Linked DNA regions of Mus musculus: region 1 is linked to region 2. The links are chromatin contacts, called in public HiChIP or PLAC-seq maps. All regions are on one chromosome and are shown on one strand. The core of a region is the stretch at or near the end of the contact, and the rest is flanking DNA. Distances in the headings are between cores, read along the strand shown.

Region 1 (5,425 bases), core at 910-3,409, 660 kb before region 2:
ATACACATACTAAAGAAGGAGAGTAAATGGTGCTGATGAGGGAAAGGCCAGCTTAGCCCACAGCACTGATGTCTGCAAGATTACAATGGCTGATGGGAGAGCTCCTGAGAAGCAGGGTCAGTGTCCTGGTACTTGAGCCAGACCACTGCCTCTGGGCCTAAATGGGTCATAGCAAGAAGAAGTTCCAGAATAATGGGCTGGGTCTTTAGTGCCACATCCCGAAGGCTCAGGCATGGCTCCCAACCAAAGGCTCTCCTATTCTTTTCAACCAAAGAAAAGGAGCAGGTTAAAAAAAAAAAAACTGTGATCCCTGCTGCATCTGAAAGCTGCAGTCTCATAGGGTTTGTCTATCAAGTGGCTCTAAACACTTGCATCACACAAAAAGACAAACCTTTAAACTGGAACAATGGTCACAGAAAGGAAAAGTTTGGGGCTCTTCCAAAAAAGACGAGGGTTTGCCATGTGACAATTCACAATGGTGAGGTTGCTTACAGGTGACTAGAGGGGTACTTACCAGTGAGTGCCATTTTACTTGATGGGTCTTGGTCCCCGGGATGACTCTGTAAGGCCGGGCGGCTCCATCACTGGGTTCCCTACCTTGTGGGCTGTCCTGGAGCAGAAGGGGTAATAAAGGTGACCAAGCCCCAGACTGAATTTAGAAACCTAATTTCTGCCTCTGCTGCCTTGACCTCACTGCGTAGCAGGGCAAATTACTTTGTCTCTGTCAACTTCAGTTCCCATCTAAAGACTTGTCCTAGAGGGCCCTGACAGAGCACTGAGGTGAGAAAAAACAAAAACAAAGGAGAAAGCAAGAGAGGGAGTGAGGAAGAAAGGGAGGGAGGAAGAGAGATGGAGGGAAGGAGGAGGGAGCAGAGGAAGGAAAGAAGCAAAAGGTAAACAAAGATAAGAGAGGGAGGGAGACAAGAGGAGGAAACAAACAAGGAGTGAGTGAGGGGGAGGAGAGAGGGAAAGAGGGAAGAGAGGGAGAGAGAGAGAGAGAGATGTACTGAGGAAAGATGGGTGGAAGAGAGGAGCATAGAGAGGGAAAGAGAAAGGGAAGAAAGGAGGAGGGAGGTAAAGAGAGGGAAGGGAACGAAGAAGGGAGGGAGGGAGAAAAACAGAAAGGAGGGACATTTTGTGGCAACAAAACACCTTTGCTTCTTATGGGCAATTCAAATTTGCTTGCTTGGCTTGTTTAATCCCGGTAAACATAGGCTTAAAGTCCTGCATTCCTTTCTAAAAATCTAACAGTTTGGGGAGAGGGGAAAGGGAGAGTAACTGGGGAGATTAGTCACTCCAGCTCCCACCCCCACCTCCACCCCCACCCCCTCCACCAGCTTGTCTTCTATGAGGCCCAGAGAAACCCCAAGCAGGCTAGGAGCAAGCGGCCCATGGAAGGTGGGAATGGAGCTGTGCCTGCCCTTGCTTCTAAGCCTGCTTTGTGTGCCTGGGGTGAGGTGGGAGAGAGTTGGACAAGAAGAAACTGCTAAGATTCGTGCCCGCATGAGGGTCTTAAAGAGCCATTGTGGATAAGGTGCTATTCACAGTCACTTCGGGGGTGGGAGTTGGGTCTTCCTTAAATGGCCTGTCTGCTGGTCCACATAGTCCAGTTATGAGTGCTGAGTCTATCTCAGATTCCGCCCTTGGGATGGAACACCGGGAGTTCGTGGACCTGATGAATAAAGGCAGCCTGGTGTCCCCTTTCCCCTTTAAAGCCAACAAGAAAGCAATGGCCTAGGTCCCAATGCTATCTCTGGGAACTGCTCAGCTTCTCCGGAGCACACAGTACGATGTGAAGACAGGCCTGCGGATACCTTGCTGACTGACAGAACGAAAGGGGAAAGGTACCCCTGTGTTTGTACACAAAGAAATCCTACTTCTTGAATGCTAGAAACCTGGGCCAAGATCTCTGGGGACCTTTTACAAACCTATCCATCTTCCCCGGTTTACACACTGAACAGGCCTTGAGAAACGGCTTCTCCTGCGCAGTTTTCTCTCTACACAGTGTCGCTTGCCTACTCTTTATGGTTTTGTGCAAACAGGGCTGGCCAGCAGCCCGAACCCCAAGCGGAAAAAGGTTCTGAGCCCTTTACACTTTACCTAGTATAGCCCTCTGCGACCGGGGCGATTTAGGTGACGCACCTGCTGCCAGCAGATGGCGCTGCGCCGCACGTTTTGATACTGGTGTGCTTGGATGGCACTCATGGAGGGGACCTCTCAAAGTTTTGAGTGTGTGTGTGTGTGTGTGTGTGTGTGTGTGTGTGTGTGTGTGTGTGTGTGTGTGTGTGTGTGTGTGTGTGTGTGTGTGTGTGTGTGCCATTCCTGGGCTGCAACAATGTTTGTGGAATTAAGCAGTGATTTCCTTTAGTCTGAGCCACTCGTCCTGGCTGTGTGTTAAGGCCTAAATAATAAAGTTTGCCATACAGTGTGTTTTTTCTTCCTAGTGAAACCAGGAGTTTCAAACACATATGATGTCCTCACCCTTACTGTGTGGTTGTCAGCTAGCACAGGTCTGCATTTTCTGATCAAATCACTTCTGCAGCTTCCATAGTAGCAGGCAACACGCTTTGGGAGACAAAGAAGTGCTGAAAGAAAAGAAAGTAAGTAAGATCACCTAAGATTTTCTTTCTAAACAAACAAGGGAGTCCTCCTCCCCCTCCTCCCTTCTGCCTCTTCTTCCTTTTATTATTATTATTATTATTATTATTATTATTATTATTATTATTATTACATTTTTATCCCCTCCTTCTCTTCTTCTCTTTTATTTTCTTTTTTAAAAACTGGGCTTAAAAAAGAAAGCCTGAATTGTTAGGAGTAATATCAATATCAAGCCATTTTCAGAGAGAGAGAGAGAGAGAAGACTTTGGCTGCTTGAAGATGGGGTTGCTTTTTGTGACCTCTGGAAACACATGGACTCAATGACCATAAATAAAAAACTTGTGGAGAAAATGTAGGGACGTGGGGGAGAAAGGTCCAGAGTTTAAGGACCAAGTCAAACTGCAATGGGGTAAGGCAGATAGGAGGAGCCACAAGGATGACTTCCCTCTGCCAAGGGCCTGCGTTGGTGAGGTTTCACTATGTATTTAATGTTGCCATAAAATTCGTCTTCTCGGAGTAAACAAGGCCAGTCTGCATGCAACTCCATCAAGACATACGCAGCGTTGTTTGGGATAATGGATTTGATGGGAGTGAAAACAGTGGGGATTAAATGGACCCAGAATGGATAAATATAACTAATTGTCATCCCTTTCTATCCACATAAACATCCCTAGCACTGCAGAAAGGGAAGAGGGGGGCACCCTGCAGATACTCCTCTTAACTGACTGATGGCGCTGGGGCGGACAGAGTTCTAAAGACTTTCCCTCTGCCCTCAGTGAATTCGGCTTTTATGACCCCCACCCCCACCCACCCCCAACTCTGCAGTGAACACAAGAGCTGTACAACCCTGTTCAGAATAACTTCAAACTTCGTTTTCAACAATGTGGCTGGAACTTTTGAAGCTTGCAGAAGAACTCAGCTACTTTACACACACACACACACACACACACACACACACACACACACACACACACACACACTCACACACAAGGCAAAGCCTGAAATCAAACTTTAGAATTTTAAAAAGTTTTCATCGAGGGATCTGATTACTGCATGTGTGCACAGAGAGGGATAATATTAATGATTGCAATGGACTCTTTCTCACTGCAAGATTCGCTGTTGATTTTGTTATTTTGTCGCCCCCCCCCACCTCCCCCCAGCTGAGGACAGAACCCAGGCCCCTGTGCTTGCTAGGAAAGCACTCTACCACTGAGCTGAATTCCCAACCCTCACTGCTGATTTTGTAAATCGAGAATTATTGCTGCAAGCTTAGACAGTGCCTAGACATATACCTCGCACTAAAATACATCTATTTAAAGAAAGAAACATTTACATAGCTTTAAAAAAAACCTGTCACTTGACGCGGTAACTCCATTTGCAATGATTCAATAAATATAGTGTTTAACATTTGAAATGTATTTAAATCTGTTTTCACTTCTTTTAAGCTAAAGTTCAAAGACATTTGCAACCGAATGTCATTTATTATCAAGGCATGCTATTCATACCCGAATAGTGTTAGTATAGAAAAATGAAACTTCGAGTCTGTGAGTCATAGCAGTGTCTAAGGCTTACTCAGTAAAGCCAGCATGGCAACCTCTATCTGTGATCTCCGGAAGCTGATTTTTTTTTTTGATAGAAACTTAGAGCTGTCTTTCAAACAGAATCATCTGAAATTTAAAATTAGCCAAGGATTACAGTTTGCAAGAAGGCGTGTCTCCACCCCCAGTGTGAACCAGTGTCGTCAAAGTGAAAGGGGGAAGAAGGAAGGAATGGAGAAGATGTGGTTGTTTTGACACAAGGGAGAAAAGCTTTAGTGCCGTTTCATTTTTAACTTCATTTCAAATTATCTCCCAACCACCCTGGTATTTCTGCATGGAGATAATCACATCTCATCAGCTTGCGCCAGACCCGGCAGCTACGCAGCCAAGAGCTAACGTGGCTTCTCAGATCCGACCACTGAACACAGCTACAGCTCCGCAGAAGAATGGTGGGAACTGGCATGGCTGGATGCCCACCAGCCCCTCCAATATTTTGATTTTGTTTTTCTTTCTCTGGGTAACGTTAATTGTCCACAAGGTGTGTGAGGATGCCTCCCCTGGGACAAACCCCCAGAAAGGGAAAACACGAGGTTAAGAATGCATCACAAATCTGCCCCAGGGATGATAAGGATTTAGACTTGTTGACTAGCTGTGCAAGAACGGCCAGCTCGTGGATTCATGCACAGAAAACTGAAGAAGGCTCTTCTTGAGAAAAGTTAAAAAAAAAAAAGAATAAAATAAAAAGAATGGGTGTTTGGGAGACGGGAAGGCGATCCTGGTTTTAGACATAGGCCATCAGTTACTCCTAGAAACATTTGGGAATTCCCTGTCATTGAGCTTGAATGGGGACGCTGGGATGGTTTGTTTTAACACTGATGCATGGAAAATGAAGCCCCGCCCCCCACACCCTCTTAATGTTAGAAAAACTCCTATGTAAATGATGGACTGCCTTATCTTGATACCATTTGTCTTAACTTCGCTTCCTCTCACTTCAGTCATTTAATTTGTACGGCTTCCAAATCAGAGTGACTGTCATCTATTAGTCTCCTTGGTGACAGAGGGCAGGGGGCTGTTGTATTGGAGTTAATAAAGCAGAAACACAAGCCTAATTATTGGGAAGATAAACCACGCTGGCAGGGTTTTGTCCTCTAGGGTTGGAAGTCTTGGTACCCAGATATTTTGGAGTTGAGTCCCTATGCACAGGGCACACAGTCGGCAGCAGGTGGGGACACATGTTTTTAGGTTCCTGATACTGGTACATTTCAACAATCGGCATCCCTAGAGGGTGG
Region 2 (5,614 bases), core at 2,646-5,145:
TGAATGAAGGGAAAGAAAGGGGGTACCAAGACAGTCAGGAAGCTGCTCTGAGATGTGGCTGCCGCCTCCTTCCCTCCCTTTTATTCTTCCTGTTAGTGGGAACCTGTGGGAAGCCCTTCTCCAGCAAGGCAGGGAGCCACTCAGCCAGCCAAAACTGGTCTCAAGGCCTGTCCTGCTCAGCCAGAAAGCTGCATAGCAGATCGCTTGCTGCATCAGAAGGGATGTGAGCTAAATAATGTTTAATTGACGCAGCAGATTGTTTACTTTTTAATAATTGCACCAAATTGCAGTGCTTAAACAGTACTCAGACTTTGCGACTTGGCCCTGTTGGCCGGCTCCAGGGGCTTGGGGCAGGTTTGGGGGAGGACAGGGAGACCCTTGCATGGGCAGATGTGGGGTCAGCTGCTGGAGGATGTGTGGGCTTCCCCTTACTGGGTACTTTGTCCTTGGTGAATGTTTCCAGACCCTTGAGGTCTCCACACCACACCTACTGGGTGCCAGTGGGGTTGGCAGATGTGGGAACATGCTGCTTTGAGCAGAAACAGTATATCTGTCAGTTCCAGGAGGCAAAAAACCAGGCACCCACCTGATAACACCAGGTGACTGGAGAATCTCTGCAGTGAGAGTTTTCACAGAAACACTGAAATATCTCTGCACTCTTCAGATCACACAAGTGTCCTCTTGCCTTCTTGCTTGCCCCAGACTCTCCTCTGGGGACCCAAGATGCTAACCCCTTCCAGAAACCAGAGAGCTGGAGCCAGGCATTGGCAGTATTCCATCCATCCAGCACATAGGCATTGCCTGTCCTGACGAACCAATGATAACCAGGGCCACTAGGAGCTAAGATGTTACAGTAGCCACTGGTGCCCAGGCAAGTGTTGGGTCACAGTAAGCCCAGCAGGGTAGAGACATCTAATGAAGGAAGATGCCTCACAAGCAGGGACAGTCCTTGTCAGGCTTCTGTCCAACCCATCCCACCCCCACCCCAACCTGGTACTTAAGCCCAAGCTAAATTGTTTAAAACATTTGGCACTACAGGCAAATTTGTAATACACTGCTTGGGGGCCTGTGAAAAATATTTGAGAACTGAAAACAAATTGGCTCCAAAATGTTAAAAGGAAAAAAAAAAGGAGCTTACAGAACTAAAATTAATACCATTTTAAATGTCTACAAGTTGCGGCATTACATCAGCTCCTCAACTGTAAGCCAACTCAATTTGTATATGGTCGTATAAAGACCGTGTTTAATGTGAGCTGCAAGTGATTTCAGTTATTTGGTGATGAGAACTGGGCTTTCTGAAGTCTAGTCTCTGGGTTCACAGGTCATACATGGCTGTGAGTGCAGTGCAGGAAGACCAGGTTCAGCTATGACGAAGTCAGCTATGCCACTCTTCCCGGGGTGCTCCCAGAGTCCTCCCCATCAGACCCTTCCTTAGTGTCTCTGCTGGACCAGGAGTGCTCCCAGAGTCCTCCCCATCAGACCCTTCCTTAGTGCCTCTGCCAGACCAGCTTTCAGCATCTGATATTTAATCACCAGTGTTTGTTTAAACCTGGCCTTGGCTTTCTGCTCCATGGCCCTCAGCTCCCTCCTTGAGATTGTCTGTCTCAAAAGTGTCAACTGTCACATCCCTGTGGCCAGCTTCCAAATCCCTGTCCTCAGCTCCAGCTTCCGCCAGAGTGCCAGACATGTATCTTCAAGTGGGGATTGAGTGTTCCCTCTCGGATGTCACACATATGGCCCACTGGCTGTATCCCCAGGTCTCCTGGCCTCACCCGCATACCCTCATACTACCCTCACGCTTCTGTCCAGGCTCCCCAAGTACCCTCTCTCTCCCTCCCTTCATGCTATGCTTTATGTAAGTGCAGGATCTGTTGGGCCTGACCCTTGGATTCACCAAGGACCCTCCTTACCAGCTGAAACCAGACCAGGTTCCCTGACTGACACACAGAGCCATTTGTTCTGGTCCCAGATTCCCTCTGCCCAGCTCTCCTATGAATCCCCAGTGCCAAGCCCTTTACTCAACTAACCTGCCCTGGCTGTTACTCTGACCTCACCCCCCCCAACCCAATGTCACATTGTCATTTAGCCTAGATGGCTCTCCTCTTCCCCTCTCCCCACCGGTACCTCCCCTGGAGGGTCAGGGTTAGCTTGAGATAAGCTAACTTCCCCTTGGACAATGTTAACTCTACCCAATGCTCCAGATGAACTCATTTAACCACTGCAGCTACGCTACAAAGGGAGTGTCCGAGTCACCCCATTTTACAGATGAGGGAGTAAGGCTTGGTGAGTTTAAATAACCAGATAGAGGTTATACAGTTTGTAAGATGGAGCTGGAACAGGAAGTTCCGAAGTCCACCTCATTCGCTCCTTTCACGAAGTGCCTCACAGAGCCCCTCCTCAGCAGGGCTAACTGGTCTGACTCAAGCCTAATAAAGCCTCTCTCCCTGTCTCACACCTTCAGCCTCCTCTGCCATGTCCCTGGGACTCAGAGAAGACGAGAACAGCAAGCCAATGAGTTGGTAGCGGTAGCGAACGGTTAATAACATAATTCTGTAATGCCCTGCCAAGGTGTGACGTACTCATAGTTTTGCTTAGTTTACCCATGTAGGTAGTAGATTGCTAGCATCAGGCCTTATACCAGTGGTTCTCAACTTGGGGATTGAACGGCCCATTCACAGAGGTCACATATCAGGTGTCCTGTATATCAGAGACTTACATTACAACTCACAGCAGCAGCAAAATTGAAGCATCAACGGAAATAGTTTCACGGTTGGGGGTCACCACAACATGAGGAGCTGTATTAAAGGGTCACAGCATTTGGAAGATTGTGAACCACCTCTTTATACATAAGGAAACCGAGACCAGAAAAGCTAAGCAACCTACCAAGGTCACACAGCAATAAGCCATCCTTGTTTCTCTCTGTCTGATGACTTTCCTGGGTTTACAGGAAGAGTGCCAGGGTGGGCTTCCCCTTTTCGTACCATTGCACCTGGGTGCCCGGAGGATGAGCCCCCCGAGGACAGAAGAGGGTACAGCTGTGGCCTTCGTGCAGATATGAATGTGTGGATGTAACTGGATAGGTCCTGGCTTTCTGTTCCCTTTTCTTCCAACTCTTGCTCTTTCTTCCTTCCTCTTTCGTCCCAGTCTACTCCCTATAAAGCAGTATTTGAGGCATCTCTGGATAGTGCCATGGAGACAAGCAGGCACACAGATGCCCCGAGCCTGGGCTTGTATCAGAGGTTCACTGGGCAGGCTAGGTATGTCCAGACAATCTCCAAACAGGGTGCTTCAAAACAGACTCAGGGGCTGGGACAGAAGCTATGTGGACTTCTGAGAAGATGGTGAAATATGGCAGACCCTAACACCAGCAGCACCACCAGCAGCAGCAGCACCACCAGCACCAGCACCAGCAGCACCAGCAGCGCCAGCAGCACCAGAGGCAGCAACAGGAGCAGTGGACCTAGAAAATGCCACTGAAGTAGCGAGGGTGTCTACCTTTGTGACCACAGTACTCATTACCTAAGTTCCTCTGAAAAGCCCAACTGGGCACAGTCACTGACTTCTAAATTTGGGCATTTGTGGGCACCGGCTGGCAGGCTGGAGAAGGGCTCGTTGTGGCCTGTGGCTTGCCTGAAAACCAGTCAAGCCCAGGTTGCAAACACAAAGCAGCTGTTTGCCTAGAATCTGAGCCTGTTCCTATCACTGGCTCTTCCGTCCCGGCCACCCTTTGCCTTTCTCCCTCCCTTTTCATTATTAACGTGCCAGGAGCGTGGTGTGAATGAAAACTAGGATGGTGCACACTCAAGCTATGTTATCTGCCACAGACGATCAGGGGCTGGGGTGGGCAGGCAGGCCATCCGGCAGCCCTGCCTGAGCGCCACTGTTTACAGAAGAAAGGGAAACGAGAAATGGATCTAGCGTTGGTGCAGGGGCTGGGTCAGGCAGGCACAGGATTCGGTTGCCACTCTTTCAGCCCTGAGAAATGCCAGCCGATCAGTATCAGGCCAAACTGGGGTATCTCTCAGGTAAATCTCCCGTTCCACACTCGGAGCCAGGACTCTACTTTCCGATGCCCAGCAGAACAGTCCACCACTGAATCCACCCGATCGAATGACAACCCAGGGACCAGGCAAGGCTGGCATCCTGACCCACCTCCTCACTGAGGCACTTTGGGCCCTCTCTCTGGGAGAGGGAGCCATCCCCACCCAGGAGATTTGACCCGCCCATCTCTATAAAACTGTCATGGTCCTAGTGACAAAGTTGAATGGAACCTTGGCCTTCCTTGAAATGCCAGGTTCTTTAATTTATTAAACATCACTAACCACAGACACCGGCACCTGACAACCTGGAAGGATGCCTGCTGTCACCAGGCATCATGATGGTGCTTTGCTCCTTGTTCTCAGAAGGTGAAGGGCAGGCAGTTTTCTAACCCACAGACTGAAAGGCTGACGTGTATGTGGGCCCACAACCATAACAAGAAAGTACCTCTCAGGGGACAAAAGAGGACTTCCTGGTGTCAAAGCTTATGTTTCTCCCCACAGTCAACTAGCTCTACCAATACTCTCCTATGTTTGTATGAGTTGATTCTTCATTCTGGATACTTAGGCTTATTGGCCACCTGAACCACTAGTCTGTCCATCAAGACAACGAGGCCTTTTGACAAAAGCCACCTTCCTGTGCTTTTCCAGTTCTGGTATTTCTGAAGTCCTGAGTCTGTGGATCCAGCTAAAGGCTTTCAAGCAATAAATCAAGCTGTTTGAAAATTAAAAAATAAGCAGTTGAGGGTGAGACTCGCAGTGGCTGGGGCTTTAAGCCATGCTATATAAAAATAAAGACCGGCTTAGTGTTGGCAGGAAAGGTGCCAGCTTGCCTCAGCTCTTGGACTAGTGTCCTTGGAGCACACTCCTTAACGTGGCTGCATGCTGGGCCCCTGGTGCCTGGTGTGCCCTCATTGGACCATGGTCCAGGGTGGGATGTGATTTCCTGTGGGATGCAAGGAGATCTGAGTGAGGGGCCATGTCCAGTTGACAGACTTTACAGAAGATGGATTTGGCAGGCCCTGGTGTTTTCCTTCCCAAATAGTTCTTAGGAGTCCATTTTCCAGTCCTTTGCTTCAGTCTATGACCCTAACCTTCCCTCTCCTGCCCCCTCCCCTTCCTTCTTTCAATGAGTGTGGCGGGAACCTGGCCAGCCAACGCCTGGAAGAAAATGAAGACATTTCTCAAATGGCATGTTCCAGTGGCTGAGTGTTGGCAGCCAGAGCTGTGGGGAGTCGAGCCTGTTCCCTGCGCATCCCCTAAATATCCTAAGTATGTCCCATCTTTGGCCGCAAAACCGCAGCAATGTCTCCTCGCCTTCCCCTGTTCCCTCGGACCCAGGGTCTGCATGGAGATCAGCCCCACTGTCAGACTTCAGAGGCGCCAGTGCTGCCAAGGGAGGGGCTGTGGCCAGCCTGGCGCTTGGCGGACCGCTGGGCTGGTACGGCTACCAATAGCATGTCTTTCCCAGCTCTGGCCACCGTGCCCTGAGCTGCTTCCCAGGGGTCAGTGAGTCTGTGTCATACGGAAGGCCTTATTTGGGACATGGCTTCCCTCTTCTCTCTGTTCTTTGGCCA

What was found. HiChIP or PLAC-seq counts read pairs in DNA pulled down with a chosen protein or histone mark.
Region 1: an H3K27ac HiChIP or PLAC-seq map of microglia shows a contact between it and region 2, with 6 times the contacts expected there. The contact joins two enhancer-like sites. A contact is called at or near these places in 4 of 484 Hi-C or Micro-C datasets (cerebral cortex, cochlea, embryonic fibroblasts and 1 more) and 3 of 115 datasets of contacts at active chromatin or transcription factors (embryonic basal ganglia, embryonic stem cells and microglia).

What each region holds. Positions count from the first base shown.
Region 1 is chr8:89,568,740-89,574,164 of GRCm38.p6, reverse strand. No RefSeq gene overlaps it. Among named protein-coding and RNA genes, the nearest start is that of Gm26331, 18 kb to the left of the region's middle. Within about 2 kb of position 2,159, at least 17 of the 459 cell types and tissues checked have an H3K27ac peak or open chromatin away from gene starts, as enhancers often do. A contact at or near this core is called in microglia, where this site is marked.
Region 2 is chr8:88,912,327-88,917,940 of GRCm38.p6, reverse strand. No RefSeq gene overlaps it. Among named protein-coding and RNA genes, the nearest start is that of Gm42034, 75 kb to the right of the region's middle. Within about 2 kb of position 3,895, at least 14 of the 459 cell types and tissues checked have an H3K27ac peak or open chromatin away from gene starts, as enhancers often do. A contact at or near this core is called in microglia, where this site is marked.